2 separate regions of the Sus scrofa genome follow, and region 1 is linked to region 2. The links are chromatin contacts, called in public HiChIP or PLAC-seq maps. All regions are on one chromosome and are shown on one strand. Each heading gives the region's core, a stretch centred on a gene start, on an enhancer-like site or on the middle of the called end of the contact. The rest is flanking DNA. Distances are from core to core; before and after follow the strand shown. Region 1 holds the start of MOB2 (MOB kinase activator 2). Region 2 holds the start of TOLLIP (toll interacting protein).

Evidence for each region. HiChIP or PLAC-seq counts read pairs in DNA pulled down with a chosen protein or histone mark.
Region 1: an H3K27ac HiChIP or PLAC-seq map of alveolar macrophages shows a contact between it and region 2. The contact joins the promoter of MOB2 here to the promoter of TOLLIP in region 2. A contact is called at or near these places in 1 of 47 Hi-C or Micro-C datasets (fetal heart ventricle) and 1 of 2 datasets of contacts at active chromatin or transcription factors (alveolar macrophages).

The regions. Positions count from the first base shown.
Region 1 is chr2:992,419-995,743 of Sscrofa11.1, forward strand. It overlaps MOB2 (MOB kinase activator 2), which reads right to left and starts at 1,256. Exons shown (of 5, transcript XM_021082597.1): 1 at 1,155-1,256. The coding sequence starts at 1,171.
Region 2 is chr2:862,717-866,096 of Sscrofa11.1, forward strand. TOLLIP (toll interacting protein) reads right to left here and starts at 1,621. Exons shown (of 7, transcript NM_001315800.1): 1 at 1,589-1,621. The coding sequence starts at 1,621.

The DNA.
Region 1 (3,325 bases), core at 6-2,505, 130 kb after region 2:
TCTGGTGAAGCACGGACCACCTAAAGTCACACAGCGAATGTGATAAGGCTGGGATGGCCCTACAAGAAGCGAGAGGAGCGGTGCTGCGCCTTGCTGGCCCCTGCATCACCCACACGCTGCCCTGACCCCGCGCTCTGGCTCTAGGCCCGCCCCACCACACTCAGCGCCTTTCTCTGGCCTCCTGATTCTCCCCCCATGCTGCTTCCACACCCCTCCCGGACTGAACCTGCAGGCGGGGGTGGGTTCATTCACCTCCCTGGCTCTCCTGACAGCACCCTCCACTCCGTCTACACCTGCAAGGGCCGGACAGAGGCAGAAACACACCCCGGACCTTTCACCTCCCTTCCAGGACTTCAGGGTCTAGACAAGCCCTTGCACCTGCCCGAAGACCACAAAACAGCCACCTCGGGCCACTGGAGGAACGAACCTGACTCCAGCACTCCCCAGGGTGCTGTTCGAGTCGGAGCTAGCTACCGATGGAGACGGCCCACGCTGCTGGTGAACAGCGCCGGCCCTTTCCCATCCGCGAAAAGTTTAAAAAAACAAAAAGGATCGTTTTAGGCAGAACGACTATTGGAAGACGACGTGACGTTTTACATGTTTACCTAACTCCCAGCCAGCGAAACACAAAAGCCGACGGAGAGAGAGCCCAGCCCGGGCTCCGGTGCTGATGCTTCCTTCCTACTCCGCCCTGCGGCCGGCCGCCCGCGGGGGACACCAACCTCGCCCTGGCCGACGCGTCGACACAGCTGGGTTGTTGCGCCGCTTTTCCTCGCTCTTACGGAACTGTTCTGCGCCAACGTCAAAGTTATTTCTTCCAGAAGCTCGTTCCCCGCAGCGCCCGGCGAGAGCAGCCCCGTCCGACCTCCCCCGCCGCCCGACACCCAGCGGCGAGGTGTGGCCGCCTGCCCTGCGCCGGCTCCGGACCGGCGGCTCCGCGCGCCGCCCGAGCTGCAGGCCGGACGCGGTCCCGCTCCTGGCCCGGCCCCCGGCCCCGCTCCCAGGAGCCGCGGCCCCGCGCCCGACCCCCGGACGCCCCTCGCCGGCCCAGCCCGCTCCGCCCGGCCCAATGCCCTTGACCCGGGCCGCCCGCGGCGCGCCCCGCAGCCCCTCCCGCGGCCCGGCCCGCCCGGCCGCCCGGCCGCCCGACTCACCCCATGAGCCAGTCCATGGCTGCGCGGGGCCCGCCGCGCCCGCCGCCCGACTCGCTCGGCCCTCAGCCCGCGGCGGCGGCGGCGGCGGCGGCCGGAAGTAAACACTCGCTCACTCACTCCCACACGCGCGCCGCGGACGCCGCCGGAAGTGACGTGAGGCGCGCGGCCTGCTGGGAAATGTAGTCCCGGCGGCCCCGGCAGCCCTGCCGCCTCGTCGGGCCGCCCCCGGCCCCGCCTGCCCGCCGGAGCCCGAATGTGGCTGGCCCGTCACCACGGGGGATGTTCCCCCTGCACTCTGGCTGTCCGCCCACACCCAGACTGCCCCCCCCAAAACACACACACCGCGGCTGTCCCCTCCGGCCTGGCTGCCCCATCTCTCCAGAGGGAAGCAGCCCCTCCCCTCTCCTCGGGGTCCCCTCCTGCCACCTGGCCTGCTCTCCAGGCCCGGGAAGGCTGAGCTGTCCGTGCCCAGCACAGAAAGGTTCAGGTGAAAGGAACGCAGGACAGTACTGGGGTGCTCCCAGCACGGCCTGCAGAACTGGAGAACCTCCCAGGCCGGCAGCCTTCCCAGTGGCCTCTCCCGTGACCCGAGAGCCCCGCTGTCCTGCTCCCTCGGTGGTGGAGACCAGCAGGTGACACCTCGTCATCCAGCCTCCCCGACAGCAACCAGGGCCGGAGGTGGTGACGGCCAGTGAGGCAAACAGAAATCTGCCAGGGCAGCTTCCTTCCCGAAAGAAAGGGCTGAGCCTCTGCTGCCTCTGCAGGGAAGCACAGGAGCCATCTCCATCCGCCGGCAGGAGCCGCAGGCTGAGAACGAGGATCCGGGATCCAGAGCTTGGAATGCAATGACATGCTGCCATCGTGGGGCCCTTGGCCTGCCCCTCCAAGGCCCACCCTGAGTCTCTTCGGCCAGTGCCAGAGGCAGAGAGAGCTCCTTGCCCCCTTTACTGCCCCTGTGATTGGGAAGCTCACGGTGGGGGGGGGACACTGCACACTGGACCACCTGAGATAAAACAGTGAGGAAAGACAAAGAACGAGGGGACTCATTTCACATGTACTAATTCAGACAGGAACGGCACGCAGACGCAGGCCAGGGGCCTTACCTCTAGAACTGGGCAGGTGGCCGGGGCTGAGATGCATGCCTTTGCCTGTAACCACCCACTCCTCACTCCTTGGCTTGTATTTCTCCCCGGGACAATGGCCCTAACCATCCCCCCGAGGAATGCGAGCCCTGGGGGACCCCGCCTGCATCCAGCTGCTGTCCCCCAGGTGCACCATCCTTCTCTGCCCCACCACCAGTGATCCCACGTCCCCTTGGTGGCCTGGGCTTCAGGTCCCTGCTCCTCCACGTACTCACTGTCCCTGTGACTCGGGTGCTTTGTTCGTGTCACGGGAATAATAATGTCATAAGAAACTTCAGGAGGTCACAGGTTGAGGCTGGAGATGGGGAAGCAGGGAGCTGTGACTCGGCATGTTGGGAGGGCGACGCACCAGCTCAGGCAACTTACCTGTGCTCAAGGTCCATCCGCCTTCCCCTCGGTGGCGGTTTACTGCGGGGCACACCCCACTTTATGGCTGCGTGTCAGCCAGTCCACAATGGGCAGTTCGGATCACATAGACAGGAGATGGCCCCTGGTCTCGTGTATGGTCTGAGGTGGAGCCCAGGGGCAAGCCGACACTCGCATCTTCAAGAATCATGATTTATTTTGTAAGAGGATGTGGCTTTGCTCCAAAAGCCTGGGGCCTCCTGTCTCGCCGTCTGTTAGAGCTGCCACAGCCTCCGCCAAGCACCCCTGGATCCGCTGAGTTGTAAGTGCCAAGTGATAGCACGGCTTGTAGTGCAGCCTCGGCTAAATCTTCTTTTCCATCTGGGGCACGTTCAGAGCTGGCATGGCCGCGGGTCTCTTGCTCTCTGGATGAGACCAGTCCATCCCGTGCACACTGCTCAGAGGTGACAAGTCACCTACCCGGTGCTCAGAGCTTTTCTTCCTGCATCTTCCTCCTCCTCCTTCTCCCCAGCTCCCCATGTAGACCGTGGCCAACAAGGTGTACATAGAAGTGGTCCAGCGGCTTCCAGGAAATCGTTTCGGTCCTTGCTCCCAGCCTGCCCCCGGCCTGGTCTTCTGGTTCCTGCTGATAAAGGAAAAACCATACCTAGAGTTTCTGCAGCT
Region 2 (3,380 bases), core at 371-2,870:
CACAGGCGCCACCCCTGCGGACCCTTCCGGGCCTTGCAGAAGCCCTCACCCCCACCCCCGTCTAGCTCTGACGCTCCTCCTCCGGTCACCCCACAGCCCCTGCTCCTTTCTCAAGTTTGAGGTCGCAGGTCACTTCCTCCAAGACCCTCGCCCAGGGAGGCCCCTGTTCACCTCCAGGCCTCGCCGTGTGGCTCCTGTGAGACGCCGGTGGTGGGCATCACTGCCCCGTGTGCTGGGAGAGGCCCAGGGACTCCAGGGCACTCAGGACCCGGGAGCCCTGGCAGCTCGGGGACCTGGCCTCACCGCGTGAGCGCAGGCCGCGGAGGGCACGACACACGGACAGAAAGACCGCGAGCGCACTGCGAGAGACCAGCCAGGAAGCACCACGCTGGCTGGTCAGACGGCTCAGGAGCGCAGGCCCACATCCCAGCACCCGCAGCTCCGTCCTCACCCACCACGGGGCCTGCCACCAGCCCCTCGCCTCCATGTGAGGTTCCAGAGGCACCACGTTCACAGGAAGCTGAGGACAGGCGACAGGCCAGGAAGGGGGCCGGGCGGCCTGACCATTATGTGTTATGTCACTGCTCCCGGGGGGGAGGGGGGACCGCTAATTTTGTCCCTTTGCTTCTCTGGTGAGCCACTTGCCTAGAAATGAGAAACCGTGGACACGCAACCTGCTGTAGCTCCCTGTGTGCGGTGAGGACGGGGACGTGGAAACATCGGAAATCAAGCTCCAGAAGCCTCTCTACTGACCCTGGGGCGTTTCCACACCCGAGTCTGCTAGGAAGTGCCGTCAGGCTCCCGCCAACCACTGGGAAAGAGCAGCTGTGCCCAGGGGCTTCTGGCAAAACCTTCCCGCTCCTGGGCAAACTCAGGAGAGCCTTCTGGGGAACTCGTTCCTGTCCCGCCAGGAGCAGCACAGACAAGACCTGCCAAGCCCGGTTCAAGGGTGAGGAGCTGGGCGGCCGTGGACGCAGCCTCCGCCGTGGCCTTGCCAGGCGAAGGCACCAGCGTCAGGTCGGAGAGACGGAGGCGCCGGCCCGCTGCACGCGTGAAGCCGCTGTGATAAAAACCTCAGGACCCACGAGCACCACCCGGTCTCAACACCGCCAGGACCCGCTCCCCCGCAGTGGCAGTCAGCTGCGCCAGGACACAGAAGAGAAGGAGGGCGGCCCGGGAGCAGAGGGCACTCCCAGCTCCCAACCCCTCGGGTGTCACTGGAGAAAACGAGGGCTTGAGAAGCGGGGACACGGCCGGGCCTGGGAGTCTCGGCCTCCAGGGTGCTCGTCCACAGAGAGACACTCCGGGCACGGGATGCCTCCTCCGTCCGGGGAACCCACCGGATTCGGGGCCAGCTCCCTTCTGCGGACCCTCCGGGTGCCAGGCCTCCTCCCTCGGGGACCCACTGGGCGCCGGGACTCGCCAGATGCGGGGCCTCCCCCACCGGGAACCCGCCGGGTGCCAGGCCTCCCCGCTCAGGGACCCGCCAAGTGCGGGGACCCCCCCCCCCACCGCTCGCCCCGAGCCCGGCGTCGGGCCCTCGCCTGTGCCCGGAGGCCGCGGAGCCCGCCTCCCAGCCGAAGCCTACCGGGCCGCGCTGCGTGCTGACGGTGGTCGCCATGGTGTGGCCGGCCCCGCGCCTCGCCTCCCGAGAGCTGACGCGCGGGCGACCCTCCGCGCAGAGCCGCGATCCGACGGTGGTCCCGCGACGCCGCCGCCGCCGCCACAGTCAGCTGACGGCCGGCCCCGCCCCCGCACTGCCCACTGCGCAGGCGCGGGCCGCCCCGCCCCTTCCGGCGCCGCGCTCCCGCGCGCGCGCTCTCCCGCCGGGCGCCTGCGCAGTCGCTCCCCCCGCGCCGCAGCCCCGCGAAATGGCTCCCGAGCCGGCCGTGTGCGCATGCTCGCGGGCCGCCGCGCGCCGGGCGGGGTGGAGCCGCGGGCGGGGCGCGGACGGCGGGCGCGGCGCAGAGAGGCTCGGGTCCGTCGGCGGCGCCGCGCGTGGTGGACGCGCCTCCCGCCACCGCCTGTTGCCCGTGCCGCAGCGGGACCTACCAGGAGGCTTCGGGAGGAGGGCTGTCCGTGCGGTCCCCACGGGGCTTTGCTGTTGTCCCTCCGAGAAGGACGTGGAGGGGTCGGCTTCGGCCAGGCCTGCTGCTCTGCGGTGGACATAAGCATTTTCTCAGGCACCGACGTCACACAGGGCCACGGACCACTCCCGTCACGTGTGGACACGGAAGAAACATGCGCACTCTCAGCCAGCCTCCCCACCGGAGCTGGTTCACGGCCGCCACGTCCCACTTAGAGCTTTAACCTCCCTGCAGTCGGCTCTCCTAGATAGGAGTTTTTAAGAAGCTTCTAAACAGCATCCAATCCACAGCACAGCCCTGCAGAATCACCTAGGAAAGGCCAAACCCTACGAGGTGTCCTTTCTGATGCCCTCCTAGTTCCCCGTGCATCCCCACGGAGTGCTCGGCTGCAACAAACCCATCTTGTCGAATTACATGTGTGTTCCCGCCTGTCTGACTGGAGAGCCCTGACACCTCCAGGCTAGAAGTGTCCTTTTCCTTCGTGCATACTTTCCAGGGCCTTCAGGAGTAGCCAGCCCCCTGCGTAATCTGTAATCTCTCCCCCCATTTACTGTAACAACTAAGCATCTCCCTCCTGGACCACCTATCTCTTTGCCCACCACGCACCACATATCCACACCGCCACCACTGCTGATAACTGGAGGGACTGGGGTGCCCTGCATGGCACAGAATCCCAGGGCTGGGTTTCCCCACACGCATCAAGTGTATGGGCAGCCCAATTCTGCAATCCCATGTCGAGTCTGTTTTCTGGGGCCCTTGCCTCTGATGGCAATTGCTCTCTCCGTCAGGGGCCCAACAAGGAGCAGAGGGCAGGCGCAGAAAGATCGTTGGAGGGCTTTTCGTGAGTGAAGGGCAGACTTAAGTGAATAAGCAAGCCTTGGTGATGCACGGAGGGGCTCTTAGCCTCAGGAAGCTGACACCCCTCCTGATCTTGACAGGGCAGCGGGAGGGAGCGGGAATCAGAGAAAGAGATTTCCTTGGCAGAGGAACGAGGCCACTGCCAAACCACAGGCCTGTCTGTGTCGAGAGGGGCCTGGGGGAACAGGCCCTCTGACGCGCTCTCTTCCCAGCTCTGGTCTGTGCAGACGCTCCCGGTGACCTAACCTGGCAGTGCAGTCTGCAGACAAGTGCTGCCCGGGGCACAGAGGAAGGCAGGGGAAGCTGGCGAGCCTCTGGGAGACACATGGAAACTCTTGTGCACATGCCTCTAGAGACCAGCGATACCAGCGGAGACGGTCTTGTAACACACCATTGAAGAGAGCAACAAAAGAAAAGATGTAAACATATAACTTT